2 separate regions of the Gossypium hirsutum genome follow, and region 1 is linked to region 2. A link is a contact called in public Hi-C data. All regions are on one chromosome and are shown on one strand. The core of a region is the stretch at or near the end of the contact, and the rest is flanking DNA. Distances in the headings are between cores, read along the strand shown.

What was found. Hi-C and Micro-C count contacts between places; a contact is called where the count stands out from the background.
Region 1: a Hi-C map of leaf shows a contact between it and region 2, with 2.2 times the contacts expected there. The contact joins the promoter of LOC107895236 here to the promoter of LOC107895241 in region 2. A contact is called at or near these places in 12 of 34 Hi-C or Micro-C datasets (anther, callus, leaf and 1 more).

What each region holds. Positions count from the first base shown.
Region 1 is chrA13:97,591,923-97,596,437 of Gossypium_hirsutum_v2.1, forward strand. LOC107895236 (increased DNA methylation 1) reads left to right here and starts at 2,873. Exons shown (of 9, transcript XM_041085371.1): 1 at 2,873-4,043; 2 at 4,324-4,515.
Region 2 is chrA13:97,456,024-97,460,745 of Gossypium_hirsutum_v2.1, forward strand. LOC107895241 (transcription factor TCP4) reads right to left here and starts at 3,408. Exons shown (of 2, transcript XM_016820519.2): 1 at 1,532-3,408; 2 at 1,126-1,431. The coding sequence starts at 2,804. The coding sequence ends at 1,575.

The sequences.
Region 1 (4,515 bases), core at 1,623-4,122, 140 kb after region 2:
ACATAGATGCGAATTAAGAGCCATCTAATTATTCTGAGGTGGTTAGCTGTGAAGACTTAGAAAAGTAGATGTTTGCTATACAAGAGGAGATTGAATCACTCCACAAAACAGAACATGGGATTTTGTGAAACTTCCTAAAGGTAAAAAATGTGTTCGTTGTAAATGGGTGTTTAAAAAGAAAGAAGGGACTCCAAGAGTTAAAGAACCCAGATATAAAGCAAGGCTTGTTGCAAAGGGTTACAGTCAAATTCCTAGAGTGAACTTCACAGATATGTTCTCCCCAGTTGTTAAACATAGTTTGATTCGAAATTTGCTTGGTATTGTGGCCATGGATGATTTGGAGCTTGATCAGTTAGATGTAAAAACTGCAGTTTGCATGGAGAACTTGAGGAGGATATTTACATGCAACAACCAGAGGGTTTTACAGTCCCAGAAAAATAGGACTATGTTTACTTGCTGAAAAAATCCCTTTACAGTTTGAAACAGTCACCAAGATAGTGGTACAAGAGGTTTGATTCCTTTATGACTTCTCATAATTTCAAAAGAAATAGTTTTGGCAGTTGTGTTTACTTTAAGAAAAAACAGTGATGGTTCTTTTGTGTATCTACTTCTTTATGTTGATGACATGTTGATAGCAGCAAAAGATAAAAGAGAAATAAGAAAGGTCAAAGCCTAACTAAGTGAAGAATTTGAGATGAAAGATTTAGGACCAGCAAAGAAGATACTTGGTATGGAGATTCTTAGAGATAGAAAAGCAAGTAAATTGTACCTAAGTCAGAAGGGGTACATTGAAAAAGTTCTTTTTAGGTTCAATATACATAGTGCTAAGCTTGTTAGTACTCTTTTAGCAGCCCATTTTAGACTTTCATCGATTTTGTCTCCACAATCAAATAATGAGATTGAGTACATGTCACATGTTCCATACTCTAGTGCAGTGAGATCTCTCATGTATGCTATGGTTTGTTCGCGTCCAGATTTATCATATGCAGTCAGTGCAGTTAGCAGATACATGGCGAATCCCTATAAAGAACGCTGGAAAATAGTTCAGTGGATTTTAAGATACTTACGAGGTACTACTGATGTTTGCTTACAGTTTGGAAGAACTAGAGATGGAGTCATTGGGTATGTTGATGCTGATTTTGCTGGAGACCTTGATAGAAGAAGATCTCTCACAGGTTATGTCTTTAAAATCGGAGGTTGTGCAATCAGTTGGAAAGCCACTTTTCAAACTACAGTCGCTTTGTCTACCACTGAAGCTGAGTACATAGCAATTACTGATGCTTGTAAAGAAGCTATCTAATTGAAGGGACTCTTTAGTGAACTCAATGAAGACCTTCAAATCAGTACAGTATTTTGTGACAGTCAGAGTGCAATCTTCCTTAAAAAAGATCAAATGTTTCATGAGAGAACAAAACATATTGATGTTCGGTATCATTTTGTTCGTGATATAATTGCTTGTGGTGATATTGTTGTGAGCAAAATTAGTACTCATGAAAATCCTGTAGATATGATGACTAAGTCACTGCCTACAACCAAGTTTGAGCATTGCTTAGACTTGGTTGGTGTTTATTGTTGAAGTTAAACCCTTAAGGAGTTTTATGGAAGAGGTGGAGAACTATCGTTGAGAGTTCGCGATGAAGAACTTGTTCATTGAGAATTCGTGTCAAGGTAGAGATTGTTAGAATTAAGTGACCCGGATCATTATTTAAATAAAATACAATGGTAAAATAAAATAAAAGTAAAATCCATATAGAACTACACTTTTTTATTTTGTTTTAGAATAAGGTTTTTTAAACCTTATTAAACTCCGTCTATTTTATACTGATTAGAATAAGGTGTTTCACTACACTCCTATTAGAATATGGCTTTACAAGCCTATAAATAGACATAATCTATTCTTCTTGTAATAATTCAAATTTGACATAGTAAATTTTCTTCTCCTTTGCCAGTGGTTTTTTCCCTAAAGGGTTTCCACGTAAAAATTTGTGTGTTTTTTATTTTATTTTATTTTTTCACACTAATGTTGGTAAAGAGGATTAAATAGGAAAAAATATCCTCACCGAAGGTATTTTTCTTAATTGAATCTTAAAGCTCAATGGAAAACCACAGTCGCAAGGCAATAGAAATGCCTCAACTGAATCAAAACATTATTATCCAAACAGACAATTGTGGTGCGTTTGGAGTTTGGGGTTTGTGATTTGGGATTTGAGGTTTGGGGTTTGAGGTTTATGGTTTGGGGTTTAGAGTTTGGGGATTAGGGAATCTCAACTTATCGGAGCTAAAGGAGCATCTAAAGAAGCCTAACTTAGGGAAAAGAGTATTGTTTAGATATTAATTTTTAGGTTAAGCGTTTTTTTAAAATAGACTTAATGGTTTAACTAATGATTTGATTAACGAAAGTACCAACTTGGAAAAAAAATAGTTTAGTACCATTTGTGACAAATAAAATTTAAATATTAAGATGAAAAAAAGAGCACAATTTAAGTACTAATTTGTGGATTAAGCAAACCATAATCCTTATTCTTTGCGTTCTAGACCTCTTCTAACACGAACTCCAAACTCAAGAAATTATTATATGTGGGGAAAAATATTATATGGGTTATACTCCATAGCTCTTTATTACAAGAAACATGAGAAATTATTTGTCATAAAAAGATTATACGTGTTATAGCTATTCGTTAAGTAGTCCTAAGGTCTCACACCCTAAGATAGAGCCCACACCATTAAAAAAGTTCAAAGGGTATCACGGTTATTCTAATAAAAATACCGTAAAATCAATTACAATCTCATTCTAAACTCATCAAGTCACATTGGGCTCCGGCTCAGACTCGGACAAAGCCTTTTTCAATACTACGCAATATAAAATTAATTGCTAAAACTCTATTCTAATACCAACTCAACATTCTCGGACCACTAAACCTAGCAGCTCTGGTGTGCCCGTTCCTAGGTAACTTCAATGTTATAACAATATGAAAACCTGGTTTTCCCCTCTGGACCATCCACCAACCTGGTTTTTGGATCCTCGACTCCAGCTGTTTCATCGCGGTGTTCTGCTTTCAAATGTCTTAGCTAAAACTACCATCATCTTTTTTCCTTTTTTCTTTGATGCTCGTTGCCCGCCTTCACTTCGCCTCACCAGTACTTACTACTTACTGCCTACTTGGCTTTACCAGGTCTGGGGATTCCATTAATTGATGGGTTTCTTTAGTTCTCCTTGGTGGTTTGGATGGCTCTTTTTATGCCCAATAGTTCTTTTGTGGCATGTTTCACAGCTCTTGTCTCCAACCTCAAAATGGGGAACTCAGCCACTGCAGGGTCTATCTTCTCAGGGTATTTTATAGCTCAATATAGGATGCCAAGTTACTGTATTTTCATACATTATACTAGTTTGTTTGTTCAAGTTATTGAAATAATTTGAAGGGAAAAAATGCAATAGTATAATTCAAATATAAACTGTATTTTGCTAGTTCAAAGGGAATAGATTTCGTTATTGTTTTTATCGAAATGTATCACTGCAAATATTATTGGCATAATATAATATAAATCTTATTTAGTTAATTTGAAAGGATTATTTATGTATACAAGCCTTATTTTGGTTAATTGGAACGGTTTTTTATTTGTACATCTAAAATGGTAAGTAAAAATGCAATAATAATAAGGCAATTACAAAAGCGAAGTGGAAAGAGAGAAGAAGTACAAATGACATGACATATAAACTTACATGGAAGAATTTTCTTATTTTTATTTTTATTTTTTTCCGCCATTGCCATCTGTTACATTATGGAGCACTATTCGGGTTTTCCAAAGCCACTTCAGTTTTAAAACTGGGGGCTTCCTTTATATTTTAAACTGATGAAGCCAAATGCAAAAAGGAAGCCTGTTTTGTTTTTTTTGTTTTTAATATCTATATATTAAGATTCTCTCTCTCTCTCTCTTTTTTCTTTTTGTTTTTTTAGATGAATATGTTTCAGTTTTTCAGCTCTTCAACCCTAAATTGAAGTTTGTTCTTCTTTTGCATGTTGATCAGGACATGCATTATAAAGGTGAGCTCTATTTTTTTTTTGATAAAATTTTGAAATTTTGGGCGTTTGGCATTGGATTTCTGGGTTTTGATCTGAATCTTGTTTGCTTTTCTGGGTCCTGGAAGGATTTTCATTTCAGTTTGCATTTCCGGTTATGTTTTTTAATTAGTTCAGGTTATATATGTTTGATATGCATAATAAATTGGGATGAAAAATGAACAATTTTAGCTAAAACGTAAAAGAAATTCAAGTTTAATTGCAACCATAGTTTTTTAATTTTCATCAATTTCTTTTGAGGCAGGTGAAATTAGGAAGGGTTCAATGATGTTCTTATAAGATAAACATTGTTAATTTTTATTAGAGGAAAGCGGGCTGCAGATACTGAGAATGAGCATTTTGATTTTCTACTTACCAGTGCAAGTACATTTATCTATTGATTGTGTTCTGAATTTGGATTTTTGTTCTGGTGAGAGTATGAGTATTTCGATTTTCT
Region 2 (4,722 bases), core at 2,158-4,657:
GTATCCTTATTATGTATTCCACTAATTGAGTTTCAAATATTTAAATACGATTGTAAATAAACACTAAGAATTAATATTAACTAAATAGTAAAATAACGCTAAAAAGTATCATGGAGGCCCCTTATACTAAAAGTAAGATTGCATTTTGTCTCTTCTACTCGAAAAATAGGCTAATTAACCCTTGTACATTAAATCAAAAAGCAAATTAGTCCTTTCTGTTAAAAATGCCATCCATTTCTACTATTAAAAACTAACATGGCTAACGGAATAACCAGACACACCATGTGTACCTCGTGCAAATATACAAGGATTAATCTGCTCATTTTTTTAATATAACGAACAAAATGCAATCCAGCTTCTAGTATACGGCCTCCAAAATACTTTTACCTAAAATAACAACCCGATACATCGCATTACGACAGCTATATAAAACCTAATGAAGATGGTATTCCAAGTATGGTCTTAGGTATCCTCTACAACTTGGGTCTCAATGCTAAGTTATAACATGATTTAAGACCAAACCCATCTCTCATATTAAAGCATGTAATGGGTGAAGTCTATACAAGTATGTGTCTAAATGTACAGAAGAGAAATTATTAACAGCTTAAACACGATTATGACACAGAAAAATAACAAGAACATAGCACGAATACACAGCTTGTCATGTCTTATAAGCTAATACCATTCTATTTTAACAAATCTTACTGTTCACAGAAAATGACTTCTTCTTCAACGCTCCCAAAGCTCCATACAATGATAGAGATGTAAAAAGGATTAGTTATTCTTTCAATTCATTTTGCGAGTTTAAGGAAGTTGCCGCTGTGGCACAACACTCTGTTCGTAACAAAGTAACAAAGCAACAAAACAAAATCACAAGCAAACTCTCTATCACTTTCATCCAAATCAGAAATTGACAAACAGAAGAAAAAGACTTCGATCGGATCAAAGGGATATAGGATCCAGGAAAGACTTTTTTTCCTATATTAGTTCATCTGGTATTACCTTATTTCATTAAAATTTGCTAAAGAATGTGAGCTTTCTGCTAACTGAGTCTGTCCTAATTGAGGGGGAAAAAAATCAAATCCAAGTTTGAACTAAATTTTTTTTTTTAATCTTAACAGTAACTTTAGGGAACAGTAGCAATCGACATAAACATTGCAAACAAATGTCCAGTAACATAAAAAACACATGACAAGTTCTGCAAGAAGAGAAGCCATAGCTGAGTTTTAAGAGCTCAGTCAAAAAAATAGTCAAAGTACAACACACTGAACTGATAGAAACTAATGGAACCGGGGATTGAATAACCTGAAATCAACCCAGATTTCTTCTTCCCACGGCATAGGCCATTGATTTGAAGTGACCAAAATCTTCCCTCAAACTGGCGTTGAATCAAGTAGCATCTCCTCATTTTCTTCACTGTCAACGATCAAACTGGTCCTATAAGAACACTTGCTTAAATAAAACATGGCGAAGTTTTGGACTGTTTACCAGAAACTGAATTGAACAAGGAAAGTAGTGGCAAAAGTTAGACCTGTTAGAGGGGAAAGACTTTGGCTTTTCTCCATTTTATTGGATCAATGGTGAGAGTCAGAGGAAGCAGAGGACAGCTTATTTGCGATGCTGTCTTGATCCTCTTGTGCGCCCTGGAACCGTGCTGGAACGCGAAATCCAGAGAATACACCTGATGTGGTGAATTCAATGCCAGATAAAGCAGGTTGGTGATGGATATTTTGTGGGATTTGATGATGATGATGATGGTATTCGTCGGTTGTTGGAATTGGCTGGTCTATCCAAGCACGAACCAAGGGCGTGTTACTGGACTGAAGGGGTCCCCTCTGAAAGAAAAACTGGCCGTTTTGGCCAAAAGCCGGTGATAGTGGCGGTGCTGATGGATTGCCAAAGAGAAATCCTCCCATTCCACCGCCACCGCCACTACCAGTATCAGCAGCAGCAGCACCATTATTCCAGGCAACCAATCTCTGAAACCTTCCTATCTCAGCCGGATGGTGGTGGTGATTTTCCCATCCAGCTGAAGATCCATCAAAACCAGCTAAAGGGCTGGTTCCTGCAGAGAACAAAACAGATTCAGTTTGATGTGCCTGAGCTGCAGCAGCTTGGTGATGGTGGTGGAGAAGAACCGGCTCCGGAAATGACTGAAGCGAAAGCCTCAGATCTTGACTGTGGCTGCTGGTTTTGGACAAAAAATCCGGTGGATAATTCTGAAACTGAATAGAAGAAGACGGTGCCTCACTGGAAGCTCCCAATGGAAAAGAAGACTTCATAGTATCTGCAATCTCATCAGAAACTAAAGAAGATGGAAGAAAACCCGAATTACTATTCGGGTTATCTCCCGTTCCTTGTTGCTGAAGAATTTGAACTTGATTTCCCATTAATGTAGCCGTTCTTCTGGGCTTTTCATTGTCTACTGCTGTGATTATGTTTTGATCTTGTTGATTATTCTGTTTCGTGGTTGAAGTCGTTGTTTTCAAGGTTTGTGGGTTCCAAGGAGGTAGTTCAGCGAGCTCGTCAATGGCGGATTTGGCTTTTTTGATAAGCCAATCCACAGCTTTGCTAGGACGGTCGTAACCAAGGCGGTCCTGAACGTCGTAGAACTGGATGGCGGTGTGAGCGGAGAGACGAACACGACGGTCTCGAGGACCTTTAGCGGTGCAAACTTTGCTGTGACGGTCTTTTCTTCCAATTGACCGAACAATGTGACCTCCTTGAACCTCAACGATCTCGCCTCCACTATGCTTTAACCCCAATCTTGACGATGTTGCAGCTTGCTGATTGCTTTCTCCCATTCTTCTTGCATGTTGGGTTAAGCTTGGATGTTTGTAGGTGCTGTTGAAGTAGTTGAGATTCAATTGGTTGAATTTAGAAATGAAATTTGAAGGTGAAGATGATTGGTTTGAGGATCCAGAAGGTTTTCGTATTGCAGCTTTAATGGCGGACACTGGTTATTGCTTCTTTACTCACTGTTCCTTGAAACCTGAAACTGTCGGCCCTGCCATTTCCATATCACAAAGGACCCCTCCACCATAAGGCCCCTTCCACAGCTTCAAATCCCCACCCTAACCCATCATCTCTTTACTTTCTCCTTCTTTCTCTCTCAATCTATCTAAAAGCTTTTCCCAATTGGGCCTCTTTCTCTTCTATTCCACCCAAATGGGTTTTCAAAACAGTAACCACCCACTTCACCAGGACTGGTAATAAATTGTAGTTATATACTAAATTTCGAATGTTAAGAACAAGTGGCTATTGGTTTAAGGGATTGTCTTTGTCTGGGAAGTTTTTGCTTTGATATTTTAGATGAATGAATTGGATTGATAGATCCTTTATTTGCCACCATCACAACCATTTGACAGTGACCCTTTCACAGGCTTTTATTTGCATTGATCCATTTAAGAAACATCATCATCTTTCCCATCTCCCAAACATGGCCGGCATCTCATCTCTCAAGGGCTTCTGCCTTTTTTCGCATTTCATTTTCTATAATAATAAGACTTTATCCTATTACATTTGACCAATGATAAAATCTAGACAATGATTACATTGACCGCTGGTTTTTGGTTTTGCGGACAATTAACTGTTTCAATATGGATTATGTTGGAACTTAGGGGATTAAGATTATTATAATATAGATACACTCTCCTACTTATTAATTAATATAATCTTTTGATAATCTAGAGATTTTACTATACTGATTTCTTGGAGTAATTAATATATTCAATTCTTCTCATTCAACACTTGTACCCGCAATTCTGTAGTGGCTATAGGAAGCCAAGATTAAATTAAACAATTCTTAATTACATTGTTTTTATTTTATTTTATTACTGCTGAACCAGTTAGATCGAAAACCAAATGATATATTGATCTAAGTATAGAGGTTGAATTACTTTTGATTGAACAACTCAATCATTTGAATCGGCTTTTTTATTATAAATTTTGTAATAATTTCTTAAATTTTTAATTTTATAAATTTTTTTAATAATTTATTTTATTAAACAAAATGAATCGAAAATAATTAATCGTTCGAGCATCGATCCATTTTTAAAACCACGACTAACAGAATCAAGAGGTGAAGTGGGATATGAAGTTAAAAAGAAAGTCGAGCTAAAGGAAGTGAGAGCTAAAATAGATAGGACGACAAGTAATAGTAGTAAGCATTATTGAGTTGAGATTTTGCTATAAGCTAAGATTAGAAGTTTCTGTAAATAATTGTATTGTGGATAATAGTTGAATCCTAATAGTATCATAAATAGATATCACACATCAAATTATGTTTAAATAATTATCTTTATGAAAAGAGAATTATCTTTTTTCCTCTTTTATTCTATTTTATTTTTCTTCTACTTCTTGTGCTATTTCTTTTAGCCACCGCTAATCTTTCTAGATTTGGTATCAAAGTAGTTCCATGATCTAATCACAGAGTTGAGGATAACTAAGAATGTAGTATTGATGATAGAGAGTACTAGATTGAACATACTGCTGGAACAAGTTCAAATGGAATCATTGAAGAAAGATGACACTATGGTCCCAAAATGGTGGGAGGAATAAAGAAAAAGCATTAATGCTAAATTTGTGCAATGATACATTAGTCAAATCCTTGAACTAAAGGCATAAAAGCATGGTTTTGGAAACTTGAAACCGGACCGGGAATTTACTGTTATATCGTTCCAAAATAAGGGGGAGAATCAGTTGAATTGTAAATCGCTTATA